4 separate regions of the Mus musculus genome follow, and regions 1, 3 and 4 are each linked to region 2. Evidence: chromatin contacts called from public ChIA-PET and HiChIP or PLAC-seq data. All regions are on one chromosome and are shown on one strand. Each heading gives the region's core, a stretch centred on a gene start, on an enhancer-like site or on the middle of the called end of the contact. The rest is flanking DNA. Distances are from core to core; before and after follow the strand shown.

Evidence for each region. ChIA-PET counts read pairs in DNA pulled down with a chosen protein or histone mark. HiChIP or PLAC-seq counts read pairs in DNA pulled down with a chosen protein or histone mark.
Region 1: an H3K27ac HiChIP or PLAC-seq map of embryonic stem cells shows a contact between it and region 2, with 7 read pairs. The contact joins the enhancer-like site here to the promoter of Chmp3 in region 2. A contact is called at or near these places in 2 of 484 Hi-C or Micro-C datasets (embryonic stem cells and nephron progenitors), 10 of 115 datasets of contacts at active chromatin or transcription factors (the SCID.adh cell line, T-cell acute lymphoblastic leukemia, embryonic limb bud and 3 more) and 1 of 9 other capture datasets (liver).
Region 3: an RNA polymerase II ChIA-PET map of memory CD8 T cells shows a contact between it and region 2, with 46 read pairs. The contact joins the enhancer-like site here to the promoter of Chmp3 in region 2. A contact is called at or near these places in 3 of 39 promoter capture datasets (cranial neural crest, liver and neural stem cells), 3 of 484 Hi-C or Micro-C datasets (embryonic stem cells and liver), 6 of 115 datasets of contacts at active chromatin or transcription factors (embryonic stem cells, extraembryonic endoderm stem cells and memory CD8 T cells) and 1 of 9 other capture datasets (adipose tissue).
Region 4: an RNA polymerase II ChIA-PET map of effector CD8 T cells shows a contact between it and region 2, with 9 read pairs. The contact joins the promoter of Cd8a here to the promoter of Chmp3 in region 2.

The regions. Positions count from the first base shown.
Region 1 is chr6:71,769,019-71,771,718 of GRCm38.p6, forward strand. The region is part of intron 3 of Reep1 (receptor accessory protein 1); the gene reads left to right. Among named protein-coding and RNA genes, the nearest start is that of Mrpl35, 53 kb to the right of the region's middle. Within about 2 kb of position 1,258, at least 10 of the 459 cell types and tissues checked have an H3K27ac peak or open chromatin away from gene starts, as enhancers often do. A contact at or near this core is called in the SCID.adh cell line, T-cell acute lymphoblastic leukemia and embryonic stem cells, where this site is marked.
Region 2 is chr6:71,542,579-71,545,278 of GRCm38.p6, forward strand. It overlaps Chmp3 (charged multivesicular body protein 3), which reads left to right and starts at 1,274. Exons shown (of 6, transcript NM_025783.4): 1 at 1,274-1,455. The coding sequence starts at 1,411.
Region 3 is chr6:71,306,407-71,309,106 of GRCm38.p6, forward strand. No RefSeq gene overlaps it. Among named protein-coding and RNA genes, the nearest start is that of Gm1070, 14 kb to the left of the region's middle. Within about 2 kb of position 1,370, at least 20 of the 459 cell types and tissues checked have an H3K27ac peak or open chromatin away from gene starts, as enhancers often do. A contact at or near this core is called in memory CD8 T cells, where this site is marked.
Region 4 is chr6:71,372,060-71,374,759 of GRCm38.p6, forward strand. Cd8a (CD8 antigen, alpha chain) reads left to right here and starts at 1,368. Exons shown (of 5, transcript NM_001081110.2): 1 at 1,368-1,938; 2 at 2,444-2,548; 3 at 2,700. The coding sequence starts at 1,494.

The DNA.
Region 1 (2,700 bases), core at 8-2,507, 230 kb after region 2:
CTGAGCTCTTCTACAAACCATTGATCACCCTATGCCTGGGTATCATCAAAGCAGTCTCCAACCCCACAGCCTTTAATCCCAATCCTCAGAAGGCCGAGGAAGGCAGAGCTCTATGAGTTTAAAGCCAGTCTAATCTACGTAATGAGGCCTGTGTCAAGGGAGGGATGGAGGGAGGGAGGGAGGGAGGGAGGGAGGGAGGGAGGGAGGGAGGAAGGAAAGAAGATAGAAGGAAGGAAAGAAGAGAGGGAGAGAGGCAAAAAAGAAAAAGAGACAAACCAGGCTCCATCACCAGGATAGACATGACTGCCTAATAGTGGCCTCCTATACAGTCTAGAGCTACTTGGTATCAGGTTGGGGACAGTGCTCAAAAGGCAGACCTACTGGCCACACCAAACACTGCCACCTGAATCTTCACTGTACTATGCTCTGTTGGTCTGCCTAGTGAAGGCCCAAGGAATGAACCAAAAGGTCCAGAAACAGGAAACTTTTTATTGTTGCTTTTTAAAGGTATTAGGAGTGTATTTGCGTGTGAGAGAGTATACGAATGTGTCTGCACTCGTTATAGGCATATGTGAAGAAGGAGTGTCAGATTCTCCAGAGATGGAGGTGTAAGCATTTGTGAGTCTCCCAGCATGGTGCTGGGAGCCAAACTCCGGTCCTCTGGGGAGCAAGGGACATCTTTTCAGACTTCTTGCTGAAGCTTTTAAAAGCTGCATCAGTGTGGGTGGATGGATTATGCTAAAAAGATTCTAAAAAAAAACAAGTGATCTATATAGCAAATGGTTCAGGGAATCAAGGTAGGCTGGGCAGTCCAGAGGGGCCCCTGGGAAGGTCAAATAGACATATGTATTTCCTAAATGCTAATGCTGTAGCCTGGGACAGAGGCTCTTAGTTGGCTGTGCAGTGAGAATGTGGTTACTCAGATCTAAATGACGGTTTCCTGCTATCTACAAAGTGCATACAGATCATCCACTCCTGAGTACCCGGACCATAGCCTCACTGGTGTGCATACAGAGAGAAGCACATACAGGGAGGTTTGCTGGAAGCTTGGCTTATGATGGATGCTTGTCATCAATCTCTTTCCCCGGGAGATGCTTACACATGTATAGGAAGCTATGAAAGAGACGGGAGCTTTCCATGTTCTGGTATGAGATGGTCCCCAATGTATACTGTTGATTCTGGGCAGATTAGGGAAAGCAAGGTGTCGGGGGTATAGAGAACAGAGAATGCCACCAACAGGCAGTTAAGGGAATCACAGGTACCCACCTGATTGAATAGGCCTAGCCCAATAAAGATTAAGAAGAGAGTCTAGAGGGCCTGGGTGGGAGGGAAGCTCTGTATGCTCTCGGATTCTTTAGCATTTCTTAACTATGCGCATGCATGACCTACTTTTTAAAAATTTCTTTTACACAATAACTAGGAGAGCTCTAGTGTGATTGATGGCTGTCCTTGGGACTGTCTGTGTTTCTTAGGCTGGTATGTGAACTTGCTGGATTCAGTAGCTTTCCCCTTGGACTGGCTAATAATTTGTCTTCAAAACAAAAGTTCCTCCATTCTTAATGAGCGCTGTGTCCCACTCTGGGGGTGGGGAGCATCGATCACGCCTCCCCTCTTTCAGCCCTGGTCTTTTGTAGCTGTGAAAGATGAACCGACTTTGCCGGGGAAGAACCCCACCCTCACCCCAGTTACTGGTGAATATTCAGGAAGAGCCTGCTAAAGCCAGAAAGCAGAGGGGCTTTGGTGAGGTGGGCCGCTGTCTGAGGAGAGGGAGCTGTATGAGTTTGGAAGGGCTCTGAAATGACTCGCTAGGGGTTGCTTTCATTTTTAGCTTCTTTCATCTGGGAAGGATGCCTGGGAAAGACTTACTTTTTGGTCCCTCAGACTAGCGTAAGAGACCCTTTTACCCACCGCATCTTATTTTAAGTAAGGATGTCTGGGGTTTGTTTTAAGTAGGTGTGGTCAGACTTGAGGACCTGAAAATGGCTGGCAGGAGGGAGATGTTTGTCCACATCAAAGATCCCTAGTAATAGGAAGTGCAGCACCACACAAGGCCACTAGGGGAGGTACCAGGATGGTTCTGGAGGCAGAGGCTTGCTGTCAGCATGGTTCCGTGAGAAGGATTTGGGTTCGCTATTGTAAGTGGTTCTGAGAGATAGGAGCATCTCTGGCTATCTGGTCCTGGTATGGGGAAATGCAAGCATATGCACAGTGGCTGAGAGTGTGAGATCCTGCAGGCTCTAGACTATTGACCTGCATGTAAAAGCTAAAGGTCTTTGAGCATAGACCTTTTCCTTACTCACCAGCCCTTTCTCATTTCCAGGGTCGGGAGGGTGCTAGAGAGAAGGCTCAGCAGTTAAGAGTGCTTGCTCCTCTCGCAGAGGACTAGAATTAGGTTCCCAACACTCATGTTAGGTGGCTCACAATCTCCTGTAACTATAACTTCAGAGGGATCTGACGCCCTCTTGTGGCCTCCAGAGTCACTGCACTCACATGCATAAACCTACACATAGATACACATACACACAATTTAAAAGTAAAATATTAGAAAAAAAAAGTAAGAAAGTTCAGAAGGAGCCTGTGCTAGTACTGGGAGCTCTTTCTTGGCTAGATCTAGGAAGTGGCTTACCCTGGCGAGGACACTTCCTCCAGAGTCAACAAAGCCTCGAGATGCTGTCAATGCAATTGTGCAGGTTATTCACA
Region 2 (2,700 bases), core at 24-2,523:
CAAGGAGAATTAGTTGTTGGAGTGGTAGGAGGAAAGGGCTGGCTTGGTAGCAAATAAACAAATACTCTGAAAACAAACAAAAGTAAACAAACCCTCCCTCTGCATGAGAACAAAATAACAGGGTATCCAACCAGTTCAGAATAAACCAATGGACCATTGACAAAACACAAGGAAGGCCAAAGCTCAGAAGGAATTCAGCATCCACCTGAAGACGCAGCACAGCCAGGCACAGAACGCTTCATGTTCGTACCTGGTGCCCACCCGGGTGAAAGTGTGAATTAAAATGGGCAAAGTGGATGGCAGGTGCCATAAGTATGCCAGTTTAGTTCCTTTGTGTTTTAAAAGAGATTAGGAAACAAAAATCAGTAAAGGCCAAGGGAAGAGTCAGAGGAATGGATGTGGACAACATATCACATTCATGAATGAAATTCTCCAACAATAACATTTTAAAAATAATAAAGAAAATTAGGAGTCTGATTTCCTCTCCACCCAGCCAGTGGCCATATTACAATTTATAGAAAGCTATGATATGAAAGCCAGAACATATGCAGACTTAACTGTAAGATATACTAACTGGTTCCTTCCCAGAGGGAATAGACAATGGACCCAGGTTGCCTCTGTTCCATTAGAGAATATTTATGTTTATCATTAAAGTTTCAGTAAAGAAAATAGGGTTTTTTTTAAAAAAGATTTCCCCGGTGTTTGTTTTTTAAAGGTAAGATGAGGCTGTAGAAGTGGCTTCCTGTTCTTCCAGGGGCCCAAGTTTCCTTGCACAGTTCCTTGTCTATGAATCCATTTCTTTAATGTGTGCAGAATGCAAGTCTTTTGTTATCTCTTCTTTAAAAGTTAGTTTCAGCTGACTCGTGCAGGTCTGTTTAACCTTAATCTTACAAGCGAAACAAATGTTATAATCTGTTGAATCAATCCCTTCTTCTCCAGCTTCAGCATAAGATCACTGCTAGAACTTTTAAGACTTCCTACAAAGGGGAAAGAAGGCGATGTCAAGTTTTCGAGTAGGTGTGTAGATTTGCAGTCTGTGAGGTGACTACGGACCCAAAGAGAAACCCATCCACAAATATCTGGGAAGTGGTTGTAAATATGCGTGACAGCGTTGAGATATATATTTCTGGGCTAGCTGACAGGTTTTGGGTGTAGGCAATAAATATCTTAAGAGTTACTTCTATACTTCACTTAAGCTCCCTTATGAGCAATGGTGTCATCCACACTGTAGAACCCCACCCAACTTAACTCTGCGCCTGCGCCGCGCGCGTGCGTACTAGCCCTGCTGCCGCCGCGCCCTTCTCTGGGCGTCTGATTCCCTTCCTCCCAGCCCCGCCCAGGCGGCTGCCCGTGACCTGCCTGGGCGCAGGGAACGGAAAGTCGGAAGGGGTAAGAGGAGTTCAGTTCATCATGGGACTCTTTGGAAAAACCCAGGAGAAGCCTCCCAAAGAGCTGGTAAGGGCCAGCGACCGGGGAAGCTCCGCAGCGGAGGTGGGAACAGCCAGCTGCGCTCTCAGGCTGGCCCCTATTTCCGGGGCCTTCCACTCTGCCGAGGGGCCGAGGGAAGAGTTTAGGATTGGGATGTGAGGAGAAGCGCGCCTTGGCCGCTCGGCGTCCGACCCGGGTGTGTAGGGCCTGGTTAGGAGCACCTCGGCCTCGCCCCCAGGCGCTGGAGGCGCCACGCCGCCGGGCCCCGAGGAAGCACTCTCTCCCCTGCGCGCGGTGGTACGGGCCGCCCGGAACCTTTCTCCTGCGCAAGCCCCGCCCCCGCGCCGGCCTGCAGACCACCCGGAGGACTTGCCCTAGACCGGAAGGTTGTGTGCGGTGAACCGGGTCGGAGCCCCCAAAAAGTCCAGGCACCTGCCAGGCAGGTCCTTTTCTCGCTCTCCTCTGTGTGCAGGGAAGCCCGACTTGTGTTTATTCTAGAAGCTCAGTTCTCTCAGGCCCTACCCATAAGGATGCTACCGAAAACAGTTCGGATCCTACTCTGAATCCTTAGATCTGCCTATCAATTGAGTTATTTTAGAAACCAAGTATCAGCCGCCTAAGTTTGAGTCCTACTTTTAGACGTCTCGGCTCTCTGATCTCGAAAAACTTGTCCGAGACTTCTCCTATGTCAAGTAGGAAGAGTGCTACCGCAGTAATTGACCATTGAAGGATGTGAAGTTTGAGCTAGTAGTGGTAGTGAAGGTGCATTCTTTTTTTTGTTTTGTTTTTGTTTTTTTCGAGACAGGGTTTCTCTGTGTAGACCTGGCTGTCCTGGAACTCTCTTTGTAGACCAGGCTGGCCTCGAACTCAGAAATCCGCCTGCCTCTGCCTCCCAAGTGCTGGGATTAAAGGCATGCGCCACCACCGCCCAGCGTGAAGGTGCATTCTTTACACACCCAGCCTTATTACTGACCACCAGTAGTCGCACCAACAGTACCAGCTCCCAGCACATAGCACTTGTGGGGTCCCATTCCAGACCTACTAAATCAGATTTAAATTATGACTATCCCGAGTGGTTAGAATGTGCCTTGACCTTTGAGAAGCACTGTTTCTACAGCACTCAAACTTGTCCTTCTAAACCTTTAGTTCACTTATGGAAGTGTAGCTGTCAAGCCAGTCTAATTAACGTTGCCATTTTCCGGTGCGTGTTCTTTTTTTTTTTTTTTTTTAAGAGGGGTACTTTACTAGAGGAGAAATTGACATTACATTCTT
Region 3 (2,700 bases), core at 120-2,619, 240 kb before region 2:
GGTGGCTCACAACCACTTGTTATAGAATTCGATGCCCTCTTGTGGTGTGTCTGAAGACAACTACAGTGTACTCATATGCATTAAATAAATAAATAAACCGAGAGAGAGAGAGAGAGAGAGAGAGAGAGAGAGAGAGAGAGAGAGAGAAGCCAAAGAAATGAGAGGTAACTGTCAGATCCTTTTGGTGGGTTATTCATTCATGGTAATGATGATTCTTGCATCACTTAATCATTTGAAAAACTGAAATGATCAAATATTTACCAATCAGCTAATTTTCCATTGTTCTGTCCCCACCTTAGAAGGTAGAGCCTTTGAAACAGCCTGGTCCAGACTTGCTTTTGTTTCTGATTGCTTTGGTCCTTCTCTGTCTAGAAAGCTGGTCTCCTTAGCTCAGCTCTTAGGAAGACTGATTCTGTTTTATGAACTGTACTCTTGCCCTATTCTAGAATAGAAAAGAAACCAGCTAAGATCTTTAGACTAGTGCAGGCATAGTGATGCATGTCTGTAATCCCAGCACTTGGGAGGAACAGGCAGGAGGATCATGAGTTCAAAGTCACCCGCAGACATGTAGTCAGTTGAAGGACAGCCTAGGATGCATGAGATGGTCTCAAAGGAAAAACGAATCTTAATTTATTATTTTTCTTTTCCCATTGTGTGTGTGTATGTATGTGTGTATGTATGTATGTATGTTTGTGTGTATACATGTGTGTGTGTCTGCACACACATCCATGTGTTTGGGCACAGATTGAGGCATATGCATGTGGAAGTCTGAGGCTAATATCAGGAGTCATCTTGGATTATTCATTCACATTATTCATTGAGACAGGGAGTCTCAATCAAACCCAGAGCTCACTGATGTAGCTAGTCTTGCTAGCCAGATTACTCTCCAATGAGATCAGATCCCATGTCTCCATGACTATTCTGGCATTGAAGGTGAACAGTCACACCCACTAGGCATTATACACAGTCAGAGGATCTGAACTCTGGTCCACACATGCATGAGGCAAGTGTTTTAAAGACTGAGCCACCTCCCCAGTACTCCACTAAAACCTTCAAATTATTGTAACGCTGTACAAATTGTCCAATTTTTCTTAGTGCCTTTTTATTATTTGTCTATCCCACAAAGACTGTATACTCCCTGTAGACAGGAATGGCACTGCCTGGAATGTATGGGGCCTGGAATAGCAGAACACGTGCCCCATAACCACACGTGCTGCCACGCATGGGGTAGAACACAGAATGCTACACAGTGAGCCAATGTCCAGAGCAGGTGCAGGTTTCTGTCTCACAAACAGGCACAGGGCACGATACAGCTGCTGCTCAAACAAGGGTGTGGATGGTGGTTAGCGGCTAACATCCTCTCTCCTTGCTAGGTTAGAGCAAAGAGCTAAGACCGACGGCAAAGCAGAGATGAAGGCATATAGCACAGCACAAAGTCTTTCAGAACATGAGTTGATTTTAGATCAACCGCTCAGAGTATTTCGAACTGTGAGAAATAACCTCATACACACATTACATATGTATTATTACTGTGGATGTTTTGCTATATAGATAGAAATTATGTTGCTAGAGATGGATGGCATTGGTGTGGAAAGGGAGATAAATGGAGATGATGTAACTCAGATAGATACATTTTCTACACTACCACCTGCAACACAGATATCTCCTTCCCTCTTGTCCTGCACATGTGTGGAGAAGGAAAGATCAAACTGGATGGTAGAGTTTATGTAAAACACATCCAGGGGACAGATTTGTGCTGGAATATGTACACAATAAATGCAAAAAATGTTTGGTGAATAAGAATGGAGAGGTGGCTCAGCAGCCAAGAGCACTGGCTCATCTTGCAGAGGACTCTGGGTCTGTTCTCTTTTCTTTTTTAAAGATGTATTTCTCTCTTATTACATGTAAGTACACTGTAGCTGTCTTCAGACCCTCCAGAAGAAGGCATCAGATCTCATTATGGATGGTTGTGAGCCACCATGTGGTTGCTGGGATTTGAACTCAGAAGCAGTCGGTGCTCTTTACTGCTTCAGCCCAGGACTCTGGGTCTGTTTCCTAGAACCCACATGGTGACTCAAAACTGTCTGCAAGTCCAGTTCCACGGGAACTAACACCTTCTTCTTAACTCTGAGAGCACTGCTCACACTGTGTGTATTCTTCCATATGCTTGCTCTACTATTCAACTAGGATCCAGCCCTGGCCAAGATTGTTAGAATGCTTCAATGTGACTGAAAGGGGGTGGACGAGATATTCAACAGGCAAAGACCCTTAAAACACACACACACACACACACACACACACACACACACACACACCACACACAGAGAGAGAGAGAGAGAGAGAGAGAGGATCTTATTTGAATATTTCCTTTCTCTCTTATTTATTTATTTATTTATTTATTTTTATTGCATTATCTGTTTATTTGTGTGAGTTTGTATGTGGCACATGTGGAGGTCAGAAGACAACTTCTAGCTTATAGGTTCCAGGGATTAGATTCAGGCAATCCAGTTTAGTAGCAAGCATCTCTACCCACTGAGCTATCTTGTCAGATCTCTCTCTCTCTCTCTCTCTCTCTCTCTCTCTCTCTCTCTTTCTCTCTCCCTCCCTCCCTCCCACCTCCCTCCCTCTCTTCTTTCTTCTGAAACGGGTCCCACCATGTAGCTCAGACTGGCTTGAAACTTGTAAAAATCCCTGTCTCAA
Region 4 (2,700 bases), core at 118-2,617, 170 kb before region 2:
AGTTCAGTAAACACAAATAAGAATATAACATCAACAACACACTTGTTTGTGTAAACTGGACATGGTGGCCATACCCAGCACTGTGGCGGTTATGGTAAACAGCGTGCCACTGGGCAGAACTCAGATGTGGGGTAGAGACTGCCAGGCAACCTGTCTCCAACTAGAATGAAGCAGTAACGTGGGAGGCACACCCTGTATGGGGTTCCAAGTGGAAAACCCCACTAAGTACAAGCCACATACAAGCAAGAAGAAAGCACATCCCTGAGACTGGCAGCTTTCAGGACTGCAGTGGGCAAGAAAGAATGAAGTCTATGTGTGCCAGGGACAGAGAAGAGTAAATGCCTGCACCCAAGATTCACCCAGGACACACACATGCATACAAGCAACAGAGAAAGTCAAAGGCCCAAGTCAGATGGCAGGGGCCCAGCATTTGCCAGGCAGAGAGCAGCAAGACCTTAGAAACGTAGAAATAAGTAACCAGGGAAGTGTCTGTCTATGAGGCAGTGGCTGCAGGCGGGCACATGGCAAAGCCAGGGATGGTGGCTTGGGTGGAGCCAGCACCTATCCAAGGGCTAGTCCCCAACCAAGTCAGAGAGGTGTTTTCCTCTAGCTGTGCAGGCCATGGGGTGATGCTGTCAGATCCCCTGGATAAGAATGAGGGTCAAAGTGTGTAGCTGGATCATCCAGTTGGCGAGCATTTGGTGTGGAGGCTGTTGCCATGGTTCTAAGAAGGGATGAGACTGGGAGGTGAGCTTTGCTCCCTGGGTGGGAGGCCAGGGAAGGATATTGTCAGCAGCTAAGAGTGCCACTCAAGGCTCCCATTGAACTGCCCCCTTGCAAGTCCCCTTGATGGGAGGTGCAAGTCCCTTCTGGTTAGTGTCTGGTCTGCTCTGCTGGAATCTCTGTACATTTTCTTTCCACTCAACCTCCAGACAAGAAGCAAAAACACAAAAAGACACTACTGCCAGCAAAAGAAGTGGAAGGGCAGGAGGGTCTAGAATTCAAGGCCAACCTTTGCCATGAAGTGAGTCTGAAGCAAGCTTGGGGAACCCAAGAACCTATCTACAAGAAAAAGAAAAGGGAGAGTGGGCACTCCTCTCCCTTCATGTCCTGTCACTCTCATATTTTTTTTATTAAGATTTAATCTTTATCCTTCTTCTTTCAGCCACTCTTGCAGAAGAACAATTCCTAAGGGTCCCTTCCAAGTGTTTTCTCTTCCCCAAATCTCAGTTTTCAATTCCTCCCACTTGCTCTGCAAGGGTGCATTCTCACTCTGAGTTCCCAGGCCCCTAAAAGGTGGTTGACACTCTTTGGTGGGGACTTTGGGTGACATCATATCCTCACATAGGAAATCAGCTCTGTCTGCAGCTGGCTAAAGGAGCAGTTTCCCCGACCCTACACGCCTCCCCCACCGCACCTCCTCCGCCCTGTTCCTGGGCCCCTCCCCTAGAGCCCTAGCTTGACCTAAGCTGCTTGCTGGTGGAGAGCACACCATGGCCTCACCGTTGACCCGCTTTCTGTCGCTGAACCTGCTGCTGCTGGGTGAGTCGATTATCCTGGGGAGTGGAGAAGCTAAGCCACAGGCACCCGAACTCCGAATCTTTCCAAAGAAAATGGACGCCGAACTTGGTCAGAAGGTGGACCTGGTATGTGAAGTGTTGGGGTCCGTTTCGCAAGGATGCTCTTGGCTCTTCCAGAACTCCAGCTCCAAACTCCCCCAGCCCACCTTCGTTGTCTATATGGCTTCATCCCACAACAAGATAACGTGGGACGAGAAGCTGAATTCGTCGAAACTGTTTTCTGCCATGAGGGACACGAATAATAAGTACGTTCTCACCCTGAACAAGTTCAGCAAGGAAAACGAAGGCTACTATTTCTGCTCAGTCATCAGCAACTCGGTGATGTACTTCAGTTCTGTCGTGCCAGTCCTTCAGAAAGGTTTGGAAGTGGAGGTTCCCGTCTCCTGGGTTTTAGGGGTCACATCTGAACAAGTTTCACGCAGATTCCCTCTTCTTAAATCTCTTGGGGCCTCTTGGAGGTGATTTCTATACTGTCCCCATTTTACAGACCAAAAAGTTGAGGCTGAGGTGCTGGGTGGGATTGGAAGTGATTTTTAAACGCCCTGGATCTGGGCTGGAGTCTGGATGCACGTGTGATCCTGCCCCTGTTGGCTCCAGGATAGAATTTTGGTATTGACTCCAGCTTTGGGTTGGTGGAGGGCCGCAGTCGCTTAGCTGCTGGATCTGATCTAGGCACATTGGCCCCAAATCACACTTGGCTCCGCGTGTGCGAGCAGCGGAGTAGCCCAGCACGTATCCAGGGGTTCCTTCTTCCTCTAGTTAAAAGCTAGGAAACGGCTCCTTCTTGGGTAAAGGCTAAGTGGAAAGGGGCTGGTGCATCCACAATTCCAGCTTGACCCGCAGGCACCCTATTGCTTTTGCAGTGAACTCTACTACTACCAAGCCAGTGCTGCGAACTCCCTCACCTGTGCACCCTACCGGGACATCTCAGCCCCAGAGACCAGAAGATTGTCGGCCCCGTGGCTCAGGTTAGGTGCTCTCAAGCGATTGAGATAAGCAGATAGCCTGGGGTGGAAAATCCTGATCTTGGAGGGAGACCTGGACCGGGAGACGTGCTGGGGGCAGGGTTGGGGGCTGTCCCAGAGGGTTTCTAAATTCCATTCATTCGGATCTTGTCAGT